Regions from separate parts of the Mus musculus genome. Here regions 1, 3 and 4 are each linked to region 2. The links are chromatin contacts, called in public promoter capture Hi-C maps. All regions are on one chromosome and are shown on one strand. Each heading gives the region's core, a stretch centred on a gene start, on an enhancer-like site or on the middle of the called end of the contact. The rest is flanking DNA. Distances are from core to core; before and after follow the strand shown. Region 1 holds the start of Get1 (guided entry of tail-anchored proteins factor 1). Region 2 holds the start of Setd4 (SET domain containing 4). Region 3 holds the start of Ifnar1 (interferon (alpha and beta) receptor 1). Region 4 holds the start of Urb1 (URB1 ribosome biogenesis 1 homolog (S. cerevisiae)).

Region 1 (2,700 bases), core at 80-2,579, 2.5 Mb before region 2:
CATGTTTTCCAAGGCTATAGATACAGGTTAGAGAGATGTGTTGGGGGTTAAGCACACTTGTGGCTCTTTCAGAGGATCCAGGTTCAGTTCCCAGCATGCATGTGGCTGCTCACACCATCTATAAGTCAGTTCCAGAGAATGTGACTGCCTCTTCTGGCCTCCTCAGGCAACCTCGTTCACATGGTGCATATACATACACTCAGAACACACACACACACACACACACATAAAATCTTTAATGGCTACAGATTAAGAGGGTGGAGAGATAGCTCAGTGGTCAAGAGCACACTCACATAGTGGCTCACATGGAGTCCTTGACTCCAGTGTCAGGGAATCAATGCCCCTTCTGGACTCAAAAGCACTGCATACGTGTGATGCACTTACATACATGCAAGCGAAACTCTCACATAACAAATAGTTTTTTTTAAATGGTTTAAAGGCTACAGATAGCAGGACAGATGAAGAGAACTTTGCAGACAGGTCATTGAGTGTGGGGACATCCATCCCCAGTTAGTAGTCCCCAATCCCTCTTCCAGTACACAGAAAAGTCCTTCTAAACCTTTCTGCATCCAGTCCTTTGGAGAACTGTGTGCAGACTTCATTATACAGGCATGAGTAAAATATGGAAAGTATGTTGGGGCTGGAGATGGCTCAGTGGATAAGAGCACTGGATACTACTATAGAGGGCCTGGGTTCTGTTCCCAGGACCCACGTGGCAGATAACTAATGTCTGTAACTCCAATTCCAGAGCATCCAGCGCTCTCTTCTGGACTCTGCTGGCAATGAAAGCACACAGTGCACAGATACACACGCAGGAAAAACACCCCCCATACATAAACAGAAACCTGAATGTGCAAGAACGGTATGGCCTGTTTAGATTGCTCTGTAGTGTTCCTTGTTCCCACGGACAGAACAGAAGGGGGCTCCCTGTAGCCGGGGATCAGCCGCTCCGGAGCCAGGCACCTGTGAGGATGCTGGGCCGGGGCTGCTCCTCTGTCGCGAAGCGTGGCTTGGGACCTCCCACCCTCCAGAGCTGGTTGCAACCTCGCGATCTGTGAGAAGCTCGGAGGCACCTGGAGGAAGAGAGCTTGCAGCATGGACCGCGCAAGGCCCCGCGCTCGGCCGCTCCCCGCCCCCGGCAGCTACTTACAAACGAGGACAGGGACGGCAGGAGGATGCGCAGCAAGTTACACCCGAACACGAAGCTCAACACCAGCAGCCACGCCCAGCGGTCCGTCTCGGACGCGCTCATGCTGGATCCCAGGCACCTGCACCGCTACGACAGCGCCATGGTGACCGCGCCTCCGCGCTCGCCTACGCCTGCGCACTGCAGCCCTGCTCCGCTACGGCAGCGCCTGGGAGCAGCGTCGTCAACTGCGCCTGCGCACTGCAGTCCTGTTCCGCTATGGCAGCACCAGGGAGACGGCGTCGTCAACTGCGCCTGCGCCGGCGCGCCACGGCTAGGGCTACACGTCGGGCCGCGGTGCACGCACGCTACACCTCCTCTAGGGGGCAGCATGGGATGTTACTTAGCAGCCATTTTCGCCTTTCGCCTTCCCGGCTTCCGTAGCCGGGTGATAGCCCACTTCGGGAGGCTAAACAGGTTTTGGCAAACTGTGATTGCTTGTAGTAACCGAAAACTATTTACGTTCTTACTGAGTTAACTAACGCACTTTTATTCTTTTTTATGTATATGAATTTTTTTTAAAGATTTATTTATTTATTGTAAGTACACTGTAGCTGTCCTCAGACACTCCAGAAGAGGGAGTCAGATCTCATTACTGATGGTTGTGAGCCACCATGTGGTTGCTGGGATTTGAACTCCTGACCTTCGGAAGAGCAGTCGGGTGCTCTTACCCACTGAGCCATCTCACCAGCCCTCTCACTTTTATTCTTAAATAAATTTATTTTAGGATAAGCCTCTGCATGAATAGAAAGTTACTTTATCATAGATGGTAACTGAAACTGTTTCCTAAACCGTTGTCGCATGTAAAATGGTTCGACTACATTTTAAAACTAAGCACTAATAAACACGAACAATGTAGAAAATCGTCACCCTAAAAGATAAGTTTATTCATCAAAAGACATCACATAGTGACTGGTAGAGACTTGCCAAGCATGTGGGAAGTCTTAGGTACCAGCCATGCTCAGCACGCACAAAGAAAAAGTTTACAGTGAGCTTTTAATAAAATTATCTAAATTTAGGCAATGATGAGTATTCATAACAAAAGAACCGCGGCTCACTTGTATATGGGGAATAAAGTGGAAGATAGTTGGCTGTCTTTTCTGCCACGTTAGTCAGAGAACGGGTTACTTCTAGAAACACTGCCTGTGTTTCTACCAGCAGCGGTGGGATGAATTATCTCAACGAAAGGGCACGCTGACTAGGAGACTGCCACTCCATAACCTTCCCTTCCAACTGGACTGTAGACAGACTGCCAGGTGCTCTCTCTCCACGCTGAGGTTTTAGATAGATTAAGGAAGAGCAGCCTCGTGAGAAATTATGGCAGTGTGTCTAAGTCTCCCTCCCCACAAACCCACCTTGACACATACACACACACACACACACACACACACACACACACACACACACACCTGCTTGCTCTTCAATCCCAAATCTCTGCTTTTTAGAATGAAAAGGAAATTATCAACCAAGGTCCCCACTGTACAGGAGGACCACTCTGTTCTTGGTGAGGCGAG
Region 2 (2,700 bases), core at 38-2,537:
TAGGTAGACAGAAACAGTCGCCCCTATCCTTTGCATATAAAGGATCTGGAACAAACACCGCACCCCCCCCCCGCGACCCCCCCTCCCAATCAAGACCCTGAAATTGAATTCAAACGTAGCGATTCAGAGATTGCAGAAATAAAAAGTAGCTGATATTGTTAGCATCAGGACCTCCCAAACCTATGACATCACATAGGCGACAGCGCGACCTGCAGCATATTCCCAGCATCCACTTGGCTCACCTCCCACCTTTACCTTCATTACGTCATTTTCCATATAAATAAGGAGAACGCCCCCTCTGTCACTCCCTCTTTTCTCTTTCCGCCGCCACCTCGTCCCTCTCTCTCAATAAAACCTCTTCCACGTGGAACTGTTTTGGCCTAGTATGCTGTTAAGACGCGACCTGACATTCTAACACATCAGATATCTATCCCAGTGGCAGTGGTTGCAAAAACGTACAACAGGCGCTGTAGTGTCAGAACCCAGCTTTCTCATTCTGTCCCTTTCTCCCTTCCACATCCTTAGCTACAAAAACTCCAGCTTAAAGCATGAAATGTGCCTTTTCCTGACCTCTGGTCTTTATGTGACAAAGTCCCGTGCTTGGATCGCGACATGCAGAGCTAGAACTAGAAAACCCACTTCTTTGAGTAAAGCTTGCTCCTCGCTGTTTGAGGACGTCTAAATTCTCTCTCTCTCTCTCTTTTTATTTCTTCCCATAATCCTAATTCGTACTTTTACTCTGACCCTAACAGTTCCAGTAACAGTCTTGGGACAAGACAGAAATGCCTTCATAGTGGATAAGAGGAAAGGCGGGGGACAGGCTGTCTGGGAGAATGGACCGCCTGGGTCCTGGCAGCTGGAGGGCAGGGCAAGGTGGGGATCAGGTAAGCCAGTCTGGTGGAGGGGGCAGGAAGTCGGAGGAAGAAAGGACACGGTGAGGAAAGACTTCCCGTTGGCTATTTGGAGCATGGGTCAGCAGCTATGCTCATCGCGTTATGGCGTAGCTGTGGAGGCCTGGGAGTTGCGCATGCGCGTGCCAGAGGCGTAGGCTCGCCGCACCGCAGCCGCTTTCTCCGTAGCTGGTGGAGCGGTCTGCGTCCGTACCCCGGCTTCGCCGCGGTTTCTAAGGTAAGCAGGAGCACTTCCGGTGGGCCTGGCGTTGCCTGGGCAACGGGAGCGGGGTTCCGTTGGCTTTTTTGAGTTCTGTGTAGCTCCAGACCCCAATTTCCTCTGCGCGTGTGGAACCTCTCCCGGAACGGAAGTCAGGACCAGAGCGACTACTGCGCAGGCGTGGTGTGCGGCCAGCGGGCCTGGGTTGGTTCGCTGGTGCGGGTGGCATGGATTGATTGATGTCCGGTCCGTCCAGGACTGCGAGCCAGGACGGCGCTGTGGCGTGTGGCCATCACTGAGGCCCCGGTGGCAAGCAGGGGGCAGGGCTGCGGTGGAACTGCGCGTCCTTGTGCACCACACGTGGGCTCCAGGACGGACCTGGTGCCTGGCTCCAGACTGACTCGTAAAGCAAGTCTTGCTGCCGAGGTAGATTAAACTACCTGGGCGGCTTGGTGGGCGGTCCTTTCCTGCCCTCCTTTATTTTTAGAGTAGATTTTAAAATCATTTCCACTGGTTTGGCACATGTTAGATGGATGTCACTTTAGTACGGTACAGGGTAGGATGGAAGTAGTAAAGGCTGTTAAGAATGCTGGACGTGGTGGCGCACGCCTTTAATCCCAGCACTTGGGAGGCAGAGGCAGGCAGATTTCTGAGTTCAAGGCCAGCCTGGTCTACAGAGTGAGTTCCAGGACAGCCAGGGCTACACAGAGAAACCCTGTCTCGAAAAACCAAAAAAAAAAAAAAAAAAAAAAAAGAATGCTTTCATATAATGTTCTCTAGGGCGTTTTGTTACAGAGTCCTGGCATTCTTTTTACCCAGAGGCAGGACCCAAAGGGGTTTATCTTATGTATAAAGGTAAGTTGCCTACAGGTATGTCTACGCACCACACGCTTGCAGTGTATAGAGAGGCTAGAAGAGGACATTGGATCCCCAGGCAGTGGAGTTACACATACGGGTGCTAGGAACTGAACCCTGATCTGCAGGAGCCCCTTGCGCTCTTAACCCCGGAGCTATCTCTCCAGCTGCCCACTCCCCGCCCCTATCTTTTAAACTAGAATTTTCTTCAACTTTAGTGTTACTCAGTATTTCTTGTATGGTTTTAAATGTTAGCATGTATCTTCCAAGGACGCTTGCCTGTGTTTCTGTTGTTAGTTTCTACAGTTGGTCTACACTCTTGTCTGTTCCTGGATCTTTCCTTTTTGGCCTCTGAGAGGCTAATGTGGAATGGAGTCATTTTATGTCTTCCGGTCTCTCTGCCTTGTGCTCTCTTTAGTCTACTGCGAATGCCCATTTTAATCATTCTGACCTTTAGAGCTAAAAATCCACTTTACACCGAGTGGGGCTTATTTATTTTTTCTAAGACTTTTGAACTGATGGGTGCTTCATAATGACCGGGTATTTTTTGTATTAGTTATTATTTTATGTGCATAGATGTTTTGCCTTCGTTTTCTTCTGTGCACTGAGCTGTGTCTCCAGTCCCTGTGTGTTCTTCAGCACAGTTACGTAGCACTATACTAAATGTTCACTAGCATTGAGCTGTGAAAGTCACCAGAGGATATGTTTAGAAAATCAGCTGTGAGATTTTAGTCG
Region 3 (2,700 bases), core at 5-2,504, 2.1 Mb after region 2:
ATCCAGGTCCCTCTGCAAGAGCAATAAGTGCTCTTACCTGTGAGCCGCCTCTCCAGCCCGAACGAGGCTTTAACTTTAAAAAGTGTCCTTTAACGCTATGTCTGGCTCCACTGTTATCTCCTGTTTTGAAAACTTCTGCCTCAGACTATCATGTCATGTCGCCTGTCAAGCTTCTACTCCAGAGGGTTACAGAACTGCCTCTAGTTACATCCTATGTAAGAGGATGCATCTGAGATGTCTGAATTTCTTTCTTTTCAGCCACCAGGAGCTATCCATCAAGTCTCCCCACTCTGAGTTGTCAGTTTCTCAGTGCTGTCTATGCTAAGTGCACACTACCACTGAGCCACACTTCCAGTACCACCAACGGAGTCTTTGATGTCATCCCTAAACTGACTCTATCCTGTTATCCGTATCCTCTTAGCTTGATCTCCAGTCCAACTGTTGGGATTTACTGATTCTGTGCAGAAAGAGCAGCAAATGTGCTCATGAGATTAACAAAAGACCCAAGAGCATTTGTAGCAGTTACAGTATTCTGTTCATAATAGTCTTTTTCCGATTTACTGTATATGTGTGACCACTTTGCCTGCATGTACATCATGCACGTCTAGCCAGAAATGGGCCATCTTCGGGGTGAGACTTGGGGCAATCACTTACTTCCCAGATATACAGATTTCTAAGAGGAATCAGAACTTTCCTCCAGGAGTGAGGCTAGGTCGTCTTTTTTAGGTTCCTCACATCACTATGAAAACTCTTGTCTCTCCCCTTAGTGGGCATTCTCCCGATGTAACTAGCCCAGTGGTTTCCTGGTTTTGACTTCGGGCCGGTTAGGGGGCCTCTCACCTCACTCCTCTCAGCCCGGGACAAACCGCACTAGGCTGGGAGCGCATTTCTGCTGCTGTCTGGTCTCCCGCCCACCAGCAGCCCTGAGGCTCGGCCCGGGTAGCGTCCTCAGGCTGAAGAGCGGCGCAGGGGGCGGGCGTCGCGGACTCTGGTCACCCGCGCCCAGCTCTCCCTCCATGGTGCCCGGCCCTCGCACAGGCCCCTCGGCTCACCTGCAGCTGAGGGTAGCACCCAAGGCGCCCCGGCCACCAGCACCAGGGCCGCCGCGCCCACGACAGCGAGCATCGTCTTGGGAGGCCGGGCGGCGGCTCACATTCTCCTCCTTCTCCTCAGCAGCACCGCGGAGCTGGAGACTACCTCTGGGCAGCTAGGCCCTCCGCGACGCCCCGCCCCCTCCAGCGCCCCGCCCCTTCCGTGAACGCCCCCGCCCCTCCACCCAGCACAGCTTCTCCGCTGACGCCACGCTCTCTCCGCGAGCAAGCGGCTCGGAAAGTACCGGGCGCGGTCCAGTCAAGGCCTGGGGACTTTGAGGTCCCTGCCACGCTCCGCCCCCACTTCCGGAAAGACTGCCCAGCATTGTCCTTAGACTCCTGAGAGGAAAGCGGGGTGCAGTCAGTGCGCCTGCGCAGCCCCTCCTCCTTCCGGGCTCAGCTTCCTGTTTTTGTCCGGAGGGGGTTCGGAGGCGTTGCCCCGGGGGTTACTAGTCCACTGGCTCGAATCCTGGTGTGGGGATCCCTGGAGGCCGTGGATCAAATGACTCTGGGACCTGGAAGGCGCCGGCAACACTTTTATCTCAACTGCACAAGATCTTTATACTTGATTCCCTGATTTTGTGGGATGGTTTGCTGTTGTGACTCGCTCAATCTTTGGGTTTTGAATTATGCAGCGTTTGGATCTTTTGTCTAATAATGTGGTTTTAGGCTGGTTTTATGTGTATGAGTGTTTTGCATGCATGCATGCATGCATATATGTGCACCGTACATATATGCGTGCCTGGTACCCATGGAGGCCAGTAGAGCGCAGATACCCTGGTATTAAAGTTACTGATCTTCCGAGCTACCATGTTTGTACGCCAGTCCTCTGCACGTGCCCTTAAACCACTGAGCCCTCTCTCTACCCCCTTAACTCCGTCTCTGTCTGATTACTATCTTATAAAGAAACTTATTTGTTGGGCCGGGCGTGGTGGCGCACGCCTTTAATCCCAGCACTCGGGAGGCGGAGGCAGGCGGATTTCTGAGTTCGAGGCCAGCCTGGTCTACAAAGTGAGCTCCAGGACAGCCAGGCCTATACAGAGAAACCCTGTCACGAAAAACCAAAAAAAGAAAAAAAAAAAAAAAAAAGTAAGAAACTTATTTGTTATGCCGGGCGTGGTGGCACATGCCTTTAATCCCAGCACTTGGGAGGCAGAGGCAGGCGGTTTCTGAGTTCGAGGCCAGCCTGGACTAGAGAGTGAGTTCCAGGACAGCCAAGGCTCCACACACAAACCCTGTCTCAAAAAAAAAAAAAAGAGTTCCTCTCTGCTTCCTCACCATCATTCGTCAGATTTCTTGTCAGCCATTCTGACTAGGGTGGGGTAGAATGGCAAAGCAGTGTCAGTGTGCATTTTGCTGGTGGCTCAGGACATTAAGTTCTTTAAAGATAGTTACTGGGTGCATATTTCAGCGTTTGAAAACTGTGTTCGATTTATTGGGCCATTTGTTCCTGGTAGATTCATTTCCTTATTTTCTGAAGTTCTTTATGAATTTGAGATATCAGAGCCTTGTCTGAGGTATAGCTGGACAGGCTTTTTGCCCATCCTGTAGCCTGTGTGATGCACAGATAGTCTCCCTTGATGTTCAGCTCTGTAACTTCATGAATCTA
Region 4 (2,700 bases), core at 33-2,532, 2.8 Mb after region 2:
AAATTATTCATGGTTTTAGTCATCTTCATTTTTCTGACAGGCCCGGGACCTAGGGATTCCCACAGATGCAGTTGTTTCTGTAGGCTACAGGCTCAAAGTCAAAGGCAAGTGTTGTTGTTGTTGTTTGTTTGTTTGTTTTTCTCTTAGGGACTCTAAAATCATAGGAGTGACAGGGACCACATTCTTAGATGCTTAAAAGATACTTGCTTCCAAAAGTGTGCCTTATTAGACTAGAAGAATATGACAGAGAATTTCAGAAACCATCGATTTCCCAACTAACAGGCTAGTTTGGAATTTTAAATACATACCAAGATATTGATAAGATCTGTTTTTTTTAATTATGCAACTGACTGTTTTTACTTTCCCACATTTTTGCCAGAGCATTGAATGCAGCCTGTAAATCAACAGCTTACAACAAATAAAAACTGTATCGTACTCTCTGTCCCCTTAAAGCAGTTCTTTAAACATTACATTACTTGCCGTTCTCCAGCCCAGGACTGGGGAGAGCCGGCTTTGTTGTCTCCTTTTTAACGAGGGTGCTGAGATGCGGGCACTGTCCAAGGAGGTTTTCTTAAATGCTTGCTTTCTTTGATCGCCCCTGGCCTTCAGCACCACAGAAGGAGTGCATCAAGGTTTGGGGGAAGCAAGCGTGGATGGAGGTTACTTGAAATGACATCTAACCAGCCTAGGCCTTCTGGCTAGGGTTGTGACAAAAACTGGGGATTCAGGGTTACGGACACTCTGGACCACATTCCCAAGCTAGGGCTTTTCAGAGGTAAGTCCACCTGATGTCAAGCCCTCGGGAATTCACCCGGCTTACACTTACACGCAGGGGGCTTGAACTGAGGAAGTATCAATCTCATGAAGTTGTTCAAAGGATATCATTAAAATGCTCAGAGATTTTTAAATATCTGAGCTCTTTGTGCTGCTCTTTGTGGGTCTGGGAGTTCTTCCTGCTCAGGGAGTTGCGGGAGCAGGGGAAGCATTTTGATCCATCTGCCCCAGATTGTTGCAGCTAAGGGCGGGTATGTGATTTTTCTTTGCAGGCAGAGCACAGCCAGAGAACCCTTGGGGAAATCCCAGGCCCTACAGGCCCCACCCAAGCACCAAGCCACGCCCACACCACCCAGAGACACGCCCCAGAAGGCCCCGCCCCCAGGTGTTCTACCTTCTCCACGCCCCCTTCAGCAGGCCCCGCCCCTTCCGCCCTTTCTCACCCGAAGACCGGCTCTTTTACCGGCTTCCCCTCATAGGCTCCGCCTTTCCTTCCAGTCCCGCCCCTTCCTTGCCGCCGGTGCTTCCGGTCGCGTGGGTTTTCCGAGGGTGCCGTTTTGCTGGCCCGGTGGTTTGGGCCATGGGGGTCCCCAAGAGGAAGGCGTCAGAGGGTCCCAGCAGCGCGGCGTCCCCCGCTGGCACAGTCAAGCGAACGCGAGCGGAGGAGTTCACGGGCGTGCGGTTCAAGACCCTGCTGAAGGATGCGCAGGGCCCAGGACCGGGTGAGTGGGAGCGGACTCCTCAGCTTCGGGGCAGTAGCCGGCACAGCGGCGCCTCGGAGCCCGGCTCGGAGTTAGTCAAGAATAGTTCAGTGAGATAGCTTGCTTGGGCTGTCAGTAGCCGTTCCCATAGTAACCAACTGTCAACCCTGATAATGGCGGGATGTCACGTGTAACAAGTTCCATAAGGACCTACAACTAAATCGAGTGACTAGGATTGTCCGGACCGGTAACCGAGAGGGGCCAGATTCTGTAATTTAATTTCACTCGCTGCAGAGTGTGACACCACTTCACAACGACTTCTAATCGTGCAAGGAGTACATTGGTTGTGAGGAGAACCACAGTTGAACATGTTACCATGTTCAGACGTCAACGCGGTGGTAAAAACAAGACAGCGAAATATTTCTCTTAGGTTAACAAAACTACAAAGTTAATAAACTATCGCAGGGCTTGATGGTTCGTGCCTTTAATTCAGCACTTTAGAGGGAGGAAGAGGCAAGAGGATTTCTGTCAGTTGAAGGCCAGCCTTATCTTCTTAGAAAGTGCCAGACCAAGTACACCTTGACTTCCAACATTAGAAATATTTGAAGATTAAGGATAGAATTGGTGCCATCCTGACAGTGTCATGTTGGCAGAGCACTCCTGACTGCTGCTGCTGCTGCCAGTCCAAAGAAGAGTAAGCTGTCCGTCTCCCTGAACTGCCCTGGGCTAACTCAAGCCAGGGGACTCGGTAAACACTATATAGTGAGACCCTGACTCAAAAAGTATTCTCAGCTAATGTTTTTCTTACAATTTTTATTTTTAAACGTTTGGTGCCTCGCCTTGGTCGTTTGCTTAGAAGATGACACCTTTGCTAGCACAGAATTTAGCGCCCCACACACTTATTCGATATTTAATTGCAGTTGCTGTTTGTTAGGTAGAGATGTAATGGGCGAATAAAACCCTGGCACAGGTCTTGCCATTGCAAATCTGATAGTTTGGGAAAGCAGGTGACCAGCAAAGTCACATAGTCACGGGTCTTCCAGAAGGAGCCAGCTATCCATTGTGCCTAATGGGCCTGGGACCTTGATCTGTGAAATCAAAGAAGGCTTCCCCAAGGAAGCAGGTTTTTCATGAGTTGTAGAATTGTATAGGGAAAGGAGCCTTCCTGGCAGAAGAAAAGCGCCAGCTCGGTTCCTGAAAGGCTTCTGTCTACATTTCAGGGGAC

The links. Promoter capture Hi-C pulls out the DNA fragments that hold promoters and counts their contacts. Capture Hi-C pulls out chosen DNA fragments and counts their contacts.
Region 1: a contact with region 2 is called in a promoter capture Hi-C map of liver. The contact joins the promoter of Get1 here to the promoter of Setd4 in region 2. A contact is called at or near these places in 1 of 39 promoter capture datasets (embryonic stem cells) and 1 of 9 other capture datasets (liver).
Region 3: a promoter capture Hi-C map of liver shows a contact between it and region 2, with 3 times the contacts expected there. The contact joins the promoter of Ifnar1 here to the promoter of Setd4 in region 2. A contact is called at or near these places in 2 of 39 promoter capture datasets (liver and pre-B cells) and 1 of 9 other capture datasets (adipose tissue).
Region 4: a promoter capture Hi-C map of liver shows a contact between it and region 2, with 2.5 times the contacts expected there. The contact joins the promoter of Urb1 here to the promoter of Setd4 in region 2. A contact is called at or near these places in 1 of 39 promoter capture datasets (pre-B cells) and 2 of 9 other capture datasets (adipose tissue and liver).

Annotation. Positions count from the first base shown.
Region 1 is chr16:96,144,029-96,146,728 of GRCm38.p6, reverse strand. It overlaps Get1 (guided entry of tail-anchored proteins factor 1), which reads right to left and starts at 1,329. Exons shown (of 5, transcript NM_207301.3): 1 at 1,151-1,329. The coding sequence starts at 1,252.
Region 2 is chr16:93,602,402-93,605,101 of GRCm38.p6, reverse strand. It overlaps Setd4 (SET domain containing 4), which reads left to right and starts at 1,287. Exons shown (of 12, transcript NM_145482.3): 1 at 1,287-1,536; 2 at 1,891-1,965.
Region 3 is chr16:91,483,769-91,486,468 of GRCm38.p6, reverse strand. It overlaps Ifnar1 (interferon (alpha and beta) receptor 1), which reads right to left and starts at 1,254. Exons shown (of 11, transcript NM_010508.2): 1 at 1,053-1,254. The coding sequence starts at 1,125.
Region 4 is chr16:90,808,995-90,811,694 of GRCm38.p6, reverse strand. Urb1 (URB1 ribosome biogenesis 1 homolog (S. cerevisiae)) reads left to right here and starts at 1,282. Exons shown (of 39, transcript NM_029497.1): 1 at 1,282-1,496. The coding sequence starts at 1,355.